Regions from separate parts of the Mus musculus genome. Here region 1 is linked to region 2. A link is a contact called in public HiCAR-type data. All regions are on one chromosome and are shown on one strand. The core of a region is the stretch at or near the end of the contact, and the rest is flanking DNA. Distances in the headings are between cores, read along the strand shown.

The links. HiCAR-type assays count read pairs that join an accessible place to other places.
Region 1: a HiCAR-type map of astrocytes shows a contact between it and region 2, with 4 times the contacts expected there. The contact joins the promoter of Zfp623 here to the promoter of Slurp1 in region 2. A contact is called at or near these places in 2 of 39 promoter capture datasets (hippocampal neurons and pre-B cells) and 1 of 115 datasets of contacts at active chromatin or transcription factors (astrocytes).

Annotation. Positions count from the first base shown.
Region 1 is chr15:75,937,576-75,943,114 of GRCm38.p6, reverse strand. It overlaps Zfp623 (zinc finger protein 623), which reads right to left and starts at 2,163. Exons shown (of 2, transcript NM_030199.3): 1 at 1,956-2,163.
Region 2 is chr15:74,725,355-74,730,827 of GRCm38.p6, reverse strand. Slurp1 (secreted Ly6/Plaur domain containing 1) reads left to right here and starts at 2,805. Exons shown (of 3, transcript NM_020519.2): 1 at 2,805-2,887; 2 at 3,227-3,346; 3 at 3,866-4,184. The coding sequence starts at 2,830. The coding sequence ends at 4,020.

The DNA.
Region 1 (5,539 bases), core at 914-3,413, 1.2 Mb before region 2:
TTTGACAGAACAGGATATACCAACTCTTACTAGAAGAGAAAAGAAAGGGAAGCCACTTAAGGGGCCCGCAGTCTAGAGAAAGAAGAGAGGCAGTTTTACAGACAGTTTGAGGAGAGAACGAGCCAGAAGATTAGAACAGAGTACCAGACTTAGTTGGAGGCCAAGCAGAGCAATTCAGAAGCCAGACTGAGTGAGTCAGCTGGGAGACAAGTTTGATACAGAACAGCTGAGTTAAACCAGCCAGAAGATTCCAGAAAGAACCAGAAGGGATGAGCTTATTCAGCAGCAAGTCTCAGGGGCTGAAAACAAGTTTAGGCCTAGATTAGATTGGACAGAGGCTAGAAGCTTCCAGGACTAGCAAGCTAGGAGATGGAGGCAGTAAACCTTAGAGACAACAATTCCATCAGGAGAATAAAAACCAACATTAGACACCCATACACATAAAGAAAAACAGGAGCAGGAAAGCTTGCATCTCTGCAGCCTTGGGAATAACCAGGCGGGCGGGCCTCGACATGGTGTCCCTGACAACCTGTGGATGTGCCACTGCAGCTGTGGAGGTAGCTGGGTGCTGTGTGTGCAAGGCATGCTATTTGAGGTCAAAAAGAATAGAGCGAGTGACTGGCTGCTCTCTTAGGACTCCTATTCCAACCTCTACCTCTAGCCCCTACATACAAGGATCCTGCTGACACAAACAGTCTTCTTTTCCTAACAAGCCCAGGGCCTTTTAGCAGCCATTTTCCATAAGCCAACAGAGCAGTCAGAGGGCTCTGTGATTTACTTCAGAGACACCACTTTGTTCTAGCCCACTGCTTCTCTGGCATCCCGTCCACTTCCAGATCAGACCATAAGTCTTGTAGGGGAGTGGGGGTACTTTCCCAGGTCTACCCTCTCTCTATATCATCCTCCAACGCATTCCAGAACCAGAAATCCACCCCCAAGGCTCCAGGAGTGTCCATAGCTGCATGTGTTGGCTTGTGAGGTTTCTCTATACCTCCCATATGAAAAAAGAATGCCATCATTATGCCAAGTATTAAAACAGATACAATGCCACATCCGTGACAGGAACAAAGGTCTGCTCTCTGCCTTAAAACTTGATGTGTATATGTTTGTTTGTGTGTGTGTGTGTGTGTGTGTGTGTGTGTGTGTGCGCGCGCGCGCGCGAGGGGCATGGGGAGTCTGATTTCTTCGTGATCAGAAGACATTTGTTTCTTTCATTGTAATGGGTCTCAAAGGAACGATGTCTAGAAGAGCACAGGGCGATTGTGAATATCAGCTCTCCACCTGGAAAACTACTTGAGTTTAGAACTGTTCTTCTGCTAATATCCCGGGAAACCTCTAGCATAGCACTCAAGCCCTGGGGACTCCTGGACCACGGTGGGGCCGGGTGCAAAGAGGACTAAATGTCCCTGGCATTATCACAGAGATGTCATAGACGTTGACTCAGACACTTCATGGAATAGAACAGCTTGTATGACACCTCACCCCACCTAAGAATCCTCCTTCATGACATACGGAGCTGATTCTGTCCAACACACATATTATCTTCAACCCCTGAAGCACTGGGGTGCCTGCACTGCATCCCCTCGGACAGAGGCCGAAAGGACTGAGGGAAGGCAGAAGGCAGGAGGGCAAGGTCCAAGCCGAAGAGCAGCGTGGCGCGCACCTGCATTCCATCACCTGAGCGGCTTAGCCTTCAAGCAGCCATCCGGGGGCCCGACCTGCAGGCGCCGAGGCCGAGTGTGCAACCCTCGAGGGCCTCGATGTCTGCGGACGATCGGTCCATGCATCTACCGCCCGCAGCTCGGCGAGGAGACGCAAGGCTCCGGCCCGAACCAAGCGAGGAGCTACGGACAGAGGCCAAAGCGAAGTGCAGCCGGCCCGGGACACCAACCAACTCGCTGAGCCCCGCCGGTCACGAGCCCGCCCACCCGCGCGAGCCGCTCCGCCTCACTCACCCGGAGCTCGGCGGCGAGAGGACGGCGCGGAACCAAGCCGAGCAGCATCCAGGCGGGTAACCCCGGGCGGCCACAAAGCCCGCACCGCTGCCGCACGCCCCGGCCGGAAACTGCCCGAGGCTCCGCCCGGAGGACATCCGTAGGCACTCTAGGATAAGAATGGGGGCCGGGGCCGTCTCCCTGTCACAGACTTCCGGGCCAGATTCCTGCGGTCAGCCGGAGGACCCAGTGCGCAGACGCGGTGGCTGAGAGCCCTGTTTGCGCACGTGGGTGTGGGATTAGCGGCGAAGCTAGGCAGTAGATGTCGTCAGACTTCCCTGGAAGAGCTGGGAAAGGCAGGCTCTTTAGAGAGCTTTTAGTAAAGATTTCTTGTTGGTTGTTAGTGATGGTTCTGTATGTAGCTTTTGGTTTTAGCTTTGAGCGTTTAGAACATCTTTATCATTATCTTATGTGTGTATGCCTATGGTGGAAAGACAACTTTGAGCCGCTGTGCCTATGACACAACATCTTTGTAATAAACCACTGGAGACTCAGAGTAGTGAAATCGAGGCAGTTTATTTTACAACTTTGCAAAGTCAGGTGTGAGCCTAGAATGCCAAGCTCACTCACTGATGGAGGCAGAACTTTATTTTATTGTGTGTTTTAGTGTTTTGCATGTGTGTATGTCTGTTCACCATATGTGTGCTTGGTGCTCCTGGAGGCCAGAAGAGGGCATTATATTCTCCTGGAAATGGGATTATAGACACAGTTCTTAGCTGCCATGTGGGTGCTGGAAATCAAACCAGGATCCTTTGGAAGAGCACCAACCAACTGCTTGATCTTAACCCCAAGGAATCTCTTCAGCCTCGTGGAAGGTACAACCTTAAGAGTCATCTAGGTCTTAACAAAAAAAAAAAAAAAATTGTGTGGGTTTATCTCTATATTTTATATCCTGTTTTTAAAAAATCTGCCACTGAAACTGCACAGTGCCAAGCCTCAGCTGCCCTCCATGAACTGTTCATGTCTTCAAAACCAGTAAGTACCACCTGGGTGACTCTTATGCTACCAAGTTCAGCTGCCAGCATGAGGGACAACCTTGGCTGCTTCTGGAACACAGCTTCTGTGTAGCTCTTAGGAAATACTTAGAAAGTTTTTACCTCAATGATGCTAGTTTCTTCTTAATCACTACTAATTCTTCAGCTGTAGCTGACCAGCATCGAGTATCACAGCAAAGCAAAGGTTTCACTTTAGTAGTCCTGGTATCTTGTTCATTACAGCTGATTCTTCAGCCTCAGCTAACCTGAATCCCAGAATCTTTTTTTTTCCATTTTTTATTAGGTATTTAGCTCATTTACATTTCCAATGCTATACCAAAAGTCCCCATACCCCCCCCCACTCCCCTACCCACCCACTCCCCCTTTTTGGCCCTGGCATTCCCCTGTACTGGGGCATATAAAGTTTGCAAGTCCAATGGGCCTCTCTTTGCAGTGATGGCCGACTAGGCCATCTTTTGATACATATGCAGCTAGAGACAAGAGCTCCGGGGTACTGCTTAGTTCATATTGTTGTTCCACCTATAGGGTTGCAGTTCCCTTTAGTTCCTTGGGTGCTTTCTCTAGTTCCTCCATTTGGGGGCCCTGTGGTCCATTCAGTAGCTGACTGTGAGCATCCACTTCTGTGTTTGCTAGGCCCTGGCATAGTCTCACAAGAGACAGCTATATCTGGGTCATTTCAGCAAAATCTTGCTAGTGTATGCAATGGTGTCAGCGTTTGGAAGCTGATCATGGGATGGATCTCTGGATATGGCAATCACTAGATGGTCCATCCTTTCGTCACACTTCCAAATTTTGTCTCTGTAACTCCTTCCATGGGTGTTTTGTTTCCATTTCTAAGAAGGGGCAAAGTGTCCACACTTTGGTCTTCGTTCTCTTGGGTTTAATGTTTTTAGCAAATTATATCTTATATCTTGGGTATCCTAAGTTTCTGGGCTAATATCCACTTATCAGTGAGTACATATTGTGAGAGTTCCTTTATGATTGGGTTACCTCACTCAGGATGATGCCCTCCAGGTCCATCCATTTGCCTAGTAATTTCATAAATTCATTCTTTTTAATAGCTGAGTAGTACTCCATTGTGTAAATGTACCACATTTTCTGTATCCATTCCTCTGTTGAGGGGCATCTGGGTTCTTTCCAGCTTCTGGCTATTATAAATAAGGCTGCTATGAACATAGTGGAGCATGTGTCCTTCTTATCGGTTGGGGCATCTTCTGGATATATGCCCAGAAGAGGTATTGCTGGATCTTCCGGTAGTACTATGTCCAATTTTCTGAGGAACCGCCAGACTGATTTCCAGAGTGGTTGTACAAGCTTGCAATCCCATCAACAATGGAGGAGTGTTCCTCTTTCTCCACATCCTTGCCAGCATCTGCTGTCACCTGAATTTTTCATCTTAGCCATTCTGACTGGTGTGAGGTGGAATCTCAGGGTTGTTTTGATTTGCATTTCCCTGATGATTAAAGATGTTGAACATTTTTTCAGGTGCTTCTCTGCCATTCGGTATTCCTCAGGTGAGAAATCTTTGTTCAGTTCTGAGCCCCATTTTTTAATGGGGTTATTTGATTTTATGGAGTCTACCTTCTTGAGTTCTTTATATATATTGGATATTAGTCCCCTGTCCGATTTGGGATAGGTAAAGATCCTTTCCCAATCTGTTGGTGGCCTTTTTGTCTTATTGACGGTGTCTTTTGCCTTGCAGAAGCTTTGCAATTTTATGAGGTCCCATTTATCGATTCTCGATCTTACAGCACAAGCCATTGCTGTTCTATTCAGGAATTTTTCCCCTGTACCCATATCTTCGAGGCTTTTCCCTACTTTCTCCTCTATAAGTTTCAGTGTCTCTGGTTTTATGTGGAGATCCTTAATCCACTTAGATTTGACCTTAGTACAAGGAGATAGGAATGGATCAATTCGAAATCTTCTACATGATAACAGCCAGTTGTGCCAGCACCATTTGTTGAAAGTGCTGTCTTTTTTCCACTGGATGGTTTTAGCTCCCTTGTCAAAGATCAAGTGTCCATAGGTGTGTGGGTTCATCTCTGGGTCTTCAATTCTGTTCCATTGGTCTACTTGTCTGTCACTATACCAGTACCATGCAGTTTTTATCACAATTGCTCTGTAGTACATCTTTAGGTCGGGCATGGTGATTCCACCAGAGATTCTTTTATCCTTGAGAAGAGTTTTTGCTATCCTAGGTTTTTTGTTATTCCAGATGAATCTGCCGATTGCCCTTTCTAATTCGTTGAAGAATTGAGTTGGAATTTTGATGGGGAATCCCAGAATCTTAATTCAAAAATAACAAATGGTCCCAATGGAATCTTGGAGCTTCACTCTGATACTTACCAAGGCAGGGCTCCATCTTCGGCACTGCCCTCAACAGCCTTATGTCCCAAACTCTTACAGAACAGCTCACTAAGCATTAAACAATTTTAACAGCCCTTCCCCAAACAGCATTATCTGTCACAGAAACACCCCACAATTCTGGTACCAATTTGTCTTGGGGTTTCTACTGCTTCGATGAAAGCCCATAACGGAAAAGCAAGTTGG
Region 2 (5,473 bases), core at 1,556-4,055:
CTTTCCATTCTTCCCTCCCTCCTCTCAACAGTCAGCATGGCCGGGTCCTGGGTAGGAGTAGAAAGGACTTTAGAGCAGTGGGAAGGTGCTCCTTCCCTTGCCAAGCAGACATTCCAGCAGGAGTCAGGAAGGGTGAGTGAGCATCAAGTGCCAAGGGCTGGGTGGGGCGTTCTGTCAGGAAGGTAGCAGAACTCCAGAGCCTGTTTCTGAGAAGAGAAGCAAGTGGTACAATTTGCATTTTAGCAGGTGCCTTTCGGTGGAAGGTAGAGGGTATGGCCAAGGAGGAGGAGCCAGACTCCCAGAAACAGACAGGGCGATCTGGCAGACAGCTAGGGCTGGGTGATAGCCAGCTGGGTGGGAGGGAACAGGCAGAGGTCCTGGCTCCCGCTTGCATAAAAGTTGGTGATTGCCTCAGGTGCCTGGCTGGATCTGGAGAAGGACCTAGGTGTCTCTGACAGGGCAGTTGACAAGAGAGATGATTTGAGGGGATCTTGTCAGAGCCTCTCTGTTGGTTTCTGCAGACAATCTTGCCTGGCCTGGGTGGGTTTTAAACGCATCCTTTCACTTGAGCATTCCAGCGACCTCAAGGGCTGGGACTGTCATCATTCCAAATTAAAGATTAGACTGGCTTAGAGAGGAGAAATGATTGGCCCAGGGCCACACTACAGCACCTGCAGCACTCAGGTCCACGAAGAAGCCCTGTCCCAGGCTTGAAGAAGGGAGCTAGCCCTCCAAGTCACACACTTTCTTGTGCTGGGTTCAGGCCTGGTCTCTTTGTTCTACACCTGGGACCAACGACAAGGGTGCGGACTCACACAGAGAAGCTGCCAAACAAGGGCATAAATTCTGCCCTGCCCAGCAGGGCTGCCTTCCTGGCCTTACCAATCAGGGGCCAGAAGAAGGCATGGTCGCCCACGAGGATGCTGGGTGCCCTTTCCTGGCTGCTGCTCCACCCAGCACCTCCCCTGCCATCACTGACCTGTGAGGTCATCCCTTCTTTCCAGAGCCAGGACAAGTAGTCCCTTCAGGCAGCCTCGCATCAGCATCATGTCAGTGTCTTTTGTCCTCAGTATATAACCCTGTACTGTTTTCATGATTACTCGTTCCCCAGCCCTGGGTTCCAAGTTCACTTGCACTTTGGTCAAAAGGGCCTTACAGGGCCATAAAGACCCACTTTTGCTGAGCATTGTACCGTAGATGCTCATCTACCCTGTTTACAGATGAAGGAATGGGATTCTGGAGCAAGTGCCTTGTGAACAGGCTTGGGTCACCAAGCAGGCTAGGCTCAGTCTCTCAGGCTCAGAGCCAGACTTTCCCTGGCTCCTCTCCCAACCTCTGGGTGTGGTCTGTGGACAGAGCCCCAGAGATGAGTGGCCCCACTATTTGACTTGTAGGAACTGCAGTCCCTCCCTCTGTAAGCCACACCTTCTCTTTACTTTTCTACAAACCTTGTACAACTGGCTTCTCCCTGCAGTGCCAGGCCACTTCTGCCCTAGCAATCCATAAACAGGAAGCCAAGGTCTGGAAGGACAAGGGGGCTATCCCAAGGCCATGCAAAGAAAGAGCAGAAAGGCCAGGAGAAAAACGCATGCCTCCTAGGTGCCTGGACCAGGGCTCCTCCATTGCAGCCTGTCTGTCACAAGGTCAGGCTGTAATTCTGCTGTTACAGAGTCTGTAAGGGGTGGACCACCCACCAGCTCCCTACAGAGACACACATGCCAGCTGCCAACCACCCACCTATTGTTAAAGCCAAGTATTATCTATCCATCTTATGCAATCATCTGCCTATCATGCATCCATCTATCCATTTGTCCATCACCCATCCTCCACCCATCCACCCCATCATCTGTTATCCTCCCTCCCTCCCTCCCTCCCTCCCTCCCTCCCTCCCTCCCTCCCTTCCTCCCTCCCTCCCTCCCTTACTCCTTCATCTGCCTACCCCCATATCCATCCACAGGGCCACTCATTGAAACCTTGGAGAACGACAACAAAACCAAACCAAAACCAAAACCAAAACCAAAGAGACCTCAACTGGGGAGGGTTATGGAGGATGAAGGCTTAGATGGTCCTTCTGGCACAGGAAAACAGCCAGGGTGCCCATAACATGAAAGGGCCAGCACAGGGAAGCCAGAATAGACTATCAGTCCAGGAGAGTAGGTAGAGTTCTGCTGTCAGGACTAAAGCTAAGAAGCTCAAGCTTGGTCTAAAAGACATTCATTCATGGTCAGGGGAATGGCAGTGGATGTGTAGGGGCCATTCTAAGACCCTATATCTGCCTCTGCCCTCACAGCACCTATACCACATCAGGTACTCCCTCCTTTCCATACTGGCTCAGCCTCTACTTTGTGAGTACATCTGGGTGCATAGTAGATCGGTCTTAGGCAGATGGGATACAGTGAGGTTCCTTTTATCAGGCAGATATAAAGCAGCCTTGTACCTGAGCCTCAGGGGTTCTCGGGACCTGACTATCTGGCCTATTGGATGCATTCACATAGCTGAGGCAAGAGGCTCATCTGAGAGCCAGTTGAGCCAGGCTCTAAAAGGCTTCCTCAGTTGAGGGACAGCAGAGCATGGTGTCGAGTACTGGAGGTGCACCAGCAGAAGCAGGACCAAGACTCCCAGACAGAGGTTCCCCAAAAGGTCCATAGAGGGGCCCCACCCTGGGATGGTAGGTGATGATGGCTCCCATCCACCACCCACACCCCTAGCCCTGTGCCTCCCTACTGAGTCACTCTGGTCCTGCCAACACCCAGAAGCCGAAGCCGGAGGCTGAGTATAAAATCCTCACTATGAGGCCAGCCAGGGCTCCTAGCTCCTGAGCACTGAAGAATGACCCTTCGCTGGGCCATGTGGCTGCTGCTCTTGGCAGCCTGGAGCATGGGCTATGGTGAGTGACTTGGAGTGAGGCTCTCAGGGGCAGCTCTGCTGTAGAACTCGGTTTATCCCATCTCTTAATGGGAGAGAGGTATCTTTGTGGCCAAGGCATCCTCTGGACCCTTGGTAAGCTTCCTGGGTCTTAGATTCCAACATGCTTCTGGGACAGAAGTCTTGGTCATGATCTGTTCTCCAGGGAGGAAGATACGGATGCAGGATGTGGTGTTGTCACTTGTCTTGGACATCTGGGTCTCGGAAGACTCTCAGGAGGTCACTTTCTCTCTCACCTACCTGGCTCCAATAGGGACCCCTGGAGCGAGGTGGTGAGACTGTGACCCCTAACCCTTGCTAGGTGAGGCCTTCCGATGCTATACCTGTGAGCAGCCCACGGCCATTAACTCATGCAAGAATATTGCTCAGTGCAAGATGGAAGACACAGCCTGTAAGACTGTACTGGAGACAGTGGAAGCAGGTAAGGCTGGGTTCAGGCCAGGGCTGGGGGTTCCACCTGGTGTCAGGCTTACCTTGTCCCTCCATGTTCCCTTTCGTCCACCACTGTTTTGCTCAGCCAAGAAGGCAGAGGGGGCAGGAATGGTGTGTGTGTGTGCGCGCGTGTGGTGGTGCTGATGGTATCATATCTTATAGATGGTGCCCACAGATGTATAGCCCCTCAAGTACCTGCACTAAGACAGTGGCATCAGGGCTATGGGGAGTGGGGATGGGTAGAAGGCAGCAGTTGGCTTAGACCCTGGCTCTGCACAGGTATGTTAAATGTGGCTTAGGCTAGAGCCCCCACTCAGGACCAGGTAGTGTGGATGCTCCACAGAGGCTGGTGCCAACGTGAATATGTGCTGTGGCTGGGTGGGGGTTGGGCAGATTTAAGATGCAGGTTGCAGGAGGGGTTTGAGAAGGCAGCACACCATGGGAAGGGTGTGCAGAGGCAGAAAGGAACTGCAGTGACTTGGGGCTCTGCTGTCTGCCCACCCTGCAGCGTTCCCCTTCAACCACAGTCCCATGGTGACCCGCTCCTGCTCCAGCTCGTGTCTGGCCACCGACCCTGATGGCATTGGCGTTGCCCATCCTGTCTTCTGTTGCTTCCGTGACCTCTGCAACTCAGGGTTTCCAGGCTTCGTGGCAGGCCTCTAGCCACACAGGGAGCCTCCTCGTTCCTTCTCTATCCACTCTCCCGGCAGGGCCCGGTGCTGCCTGCAGTCGTCTCTACATGCCTGGATCTATGAGCAGAGCTCACTGAGCCTCAGGTCACTCACTGTCCACCAAGCTTGTGGAAAATAAAATAAACCAAGGGCGAAGGGGCCTCTCTGTTCTTGTTGGGCACTGGGAACCTGAAGTGCTAGCCTGCAGGGAAGACAGGCTGTATTCTGGCACTTCCAGGCCCCTGACCCTCACTTTCATGCAAGTTTTTGTTTTTTTCAATTCATATGTCAGATGAAGAGACAGAAACCTAGAGGGAGCAAGGCCCCCTGGGTCACCCTTCCTGCACACTAGCCCATCTCAATCCATGGCAGGTTCCTAAGCCCCGGAAACCCTTCCCCAGCATTCTCCCCATGAAACCTAAATCCAACTGCTTCTGTGACTGGGTGGTCCATCCAGACCTGCTAGGAATACAACAGAGGGAGATACACAAAGTCCAGCAGCCTCTCTACCCTAGTAGAGAGGTGCCCTAGGGTGTCCATCTCTACAAATCTGCCACACACCGCCCCTCTTACAATGGCCTGCCCATTCCCCTGAGACAGCTGAGGAATCAAATGAGACTGTGGCCAACGTCCCCTTATCTACAGACCCAATGCCATGCTGGACTCGTACTGCTTCCCAGGGTAGTGGCCAGGGCTGAAGGCAGAGGGTGGATCGAACAGCACACTCAGGGGCCGACTCTCCAGCTGGGAGCTCAAGCTTTTCAGGACCCAGGAGCCTTTGCCCTTTGGCCACTGTTTCCCTTTCCCAGTGTAGTTTCCCCGCTGTCCCTTCCACAGTGTTCTTCCCTCTGTGAGGTGTGTGGCAGCTGTGGGGCCTTAATGGCCCTAGGCACTAACGCAGTATCACGGAGCACTTCCTGGATTCTCCCAGTTAGGAGGCCATGGCCCTGAGTCCCACTGGCAATCAGGATTGCTAGCGGGTTGCCCAACAGACTGCAAGGGTAGGGGGGGAGTGACAAGGATGGTGCAGGATACCTCAGGATCCCTGAGAGGTGTGTGAAGCACCTCTTCCCCACAACCCCCTGTGCTGCCAACCTGGCCCTCTAAGCCTCACCAGCTAGGACCACATCTAGGGCCAATTCTATACTCAAAGGTCCCCTCTCGGGGCCATTCCCCTGCACTGTGAATTTCAGAGAGCCTCGTTGAACTCAGGATTTGGAGGCAAGAGGCCAGGGCTACTGGTTCACTGTAGAGACCAAACAGCTATCACCCCCTAGTGGAGCAGCTGGGGTACTGTCTCCGGCCTCTTCAGAGACAAAGAGGTGGGACTCAGTGAGAACCCAGTCACGCCTGGCCCGAGTCCATGGGGAGGCAGGAGAGCTGTGGCTTGGCACCTGAGGGGCTGGCCCATAAGAGCAATAAGCAAGGCTCAGCTACCTGGTCCC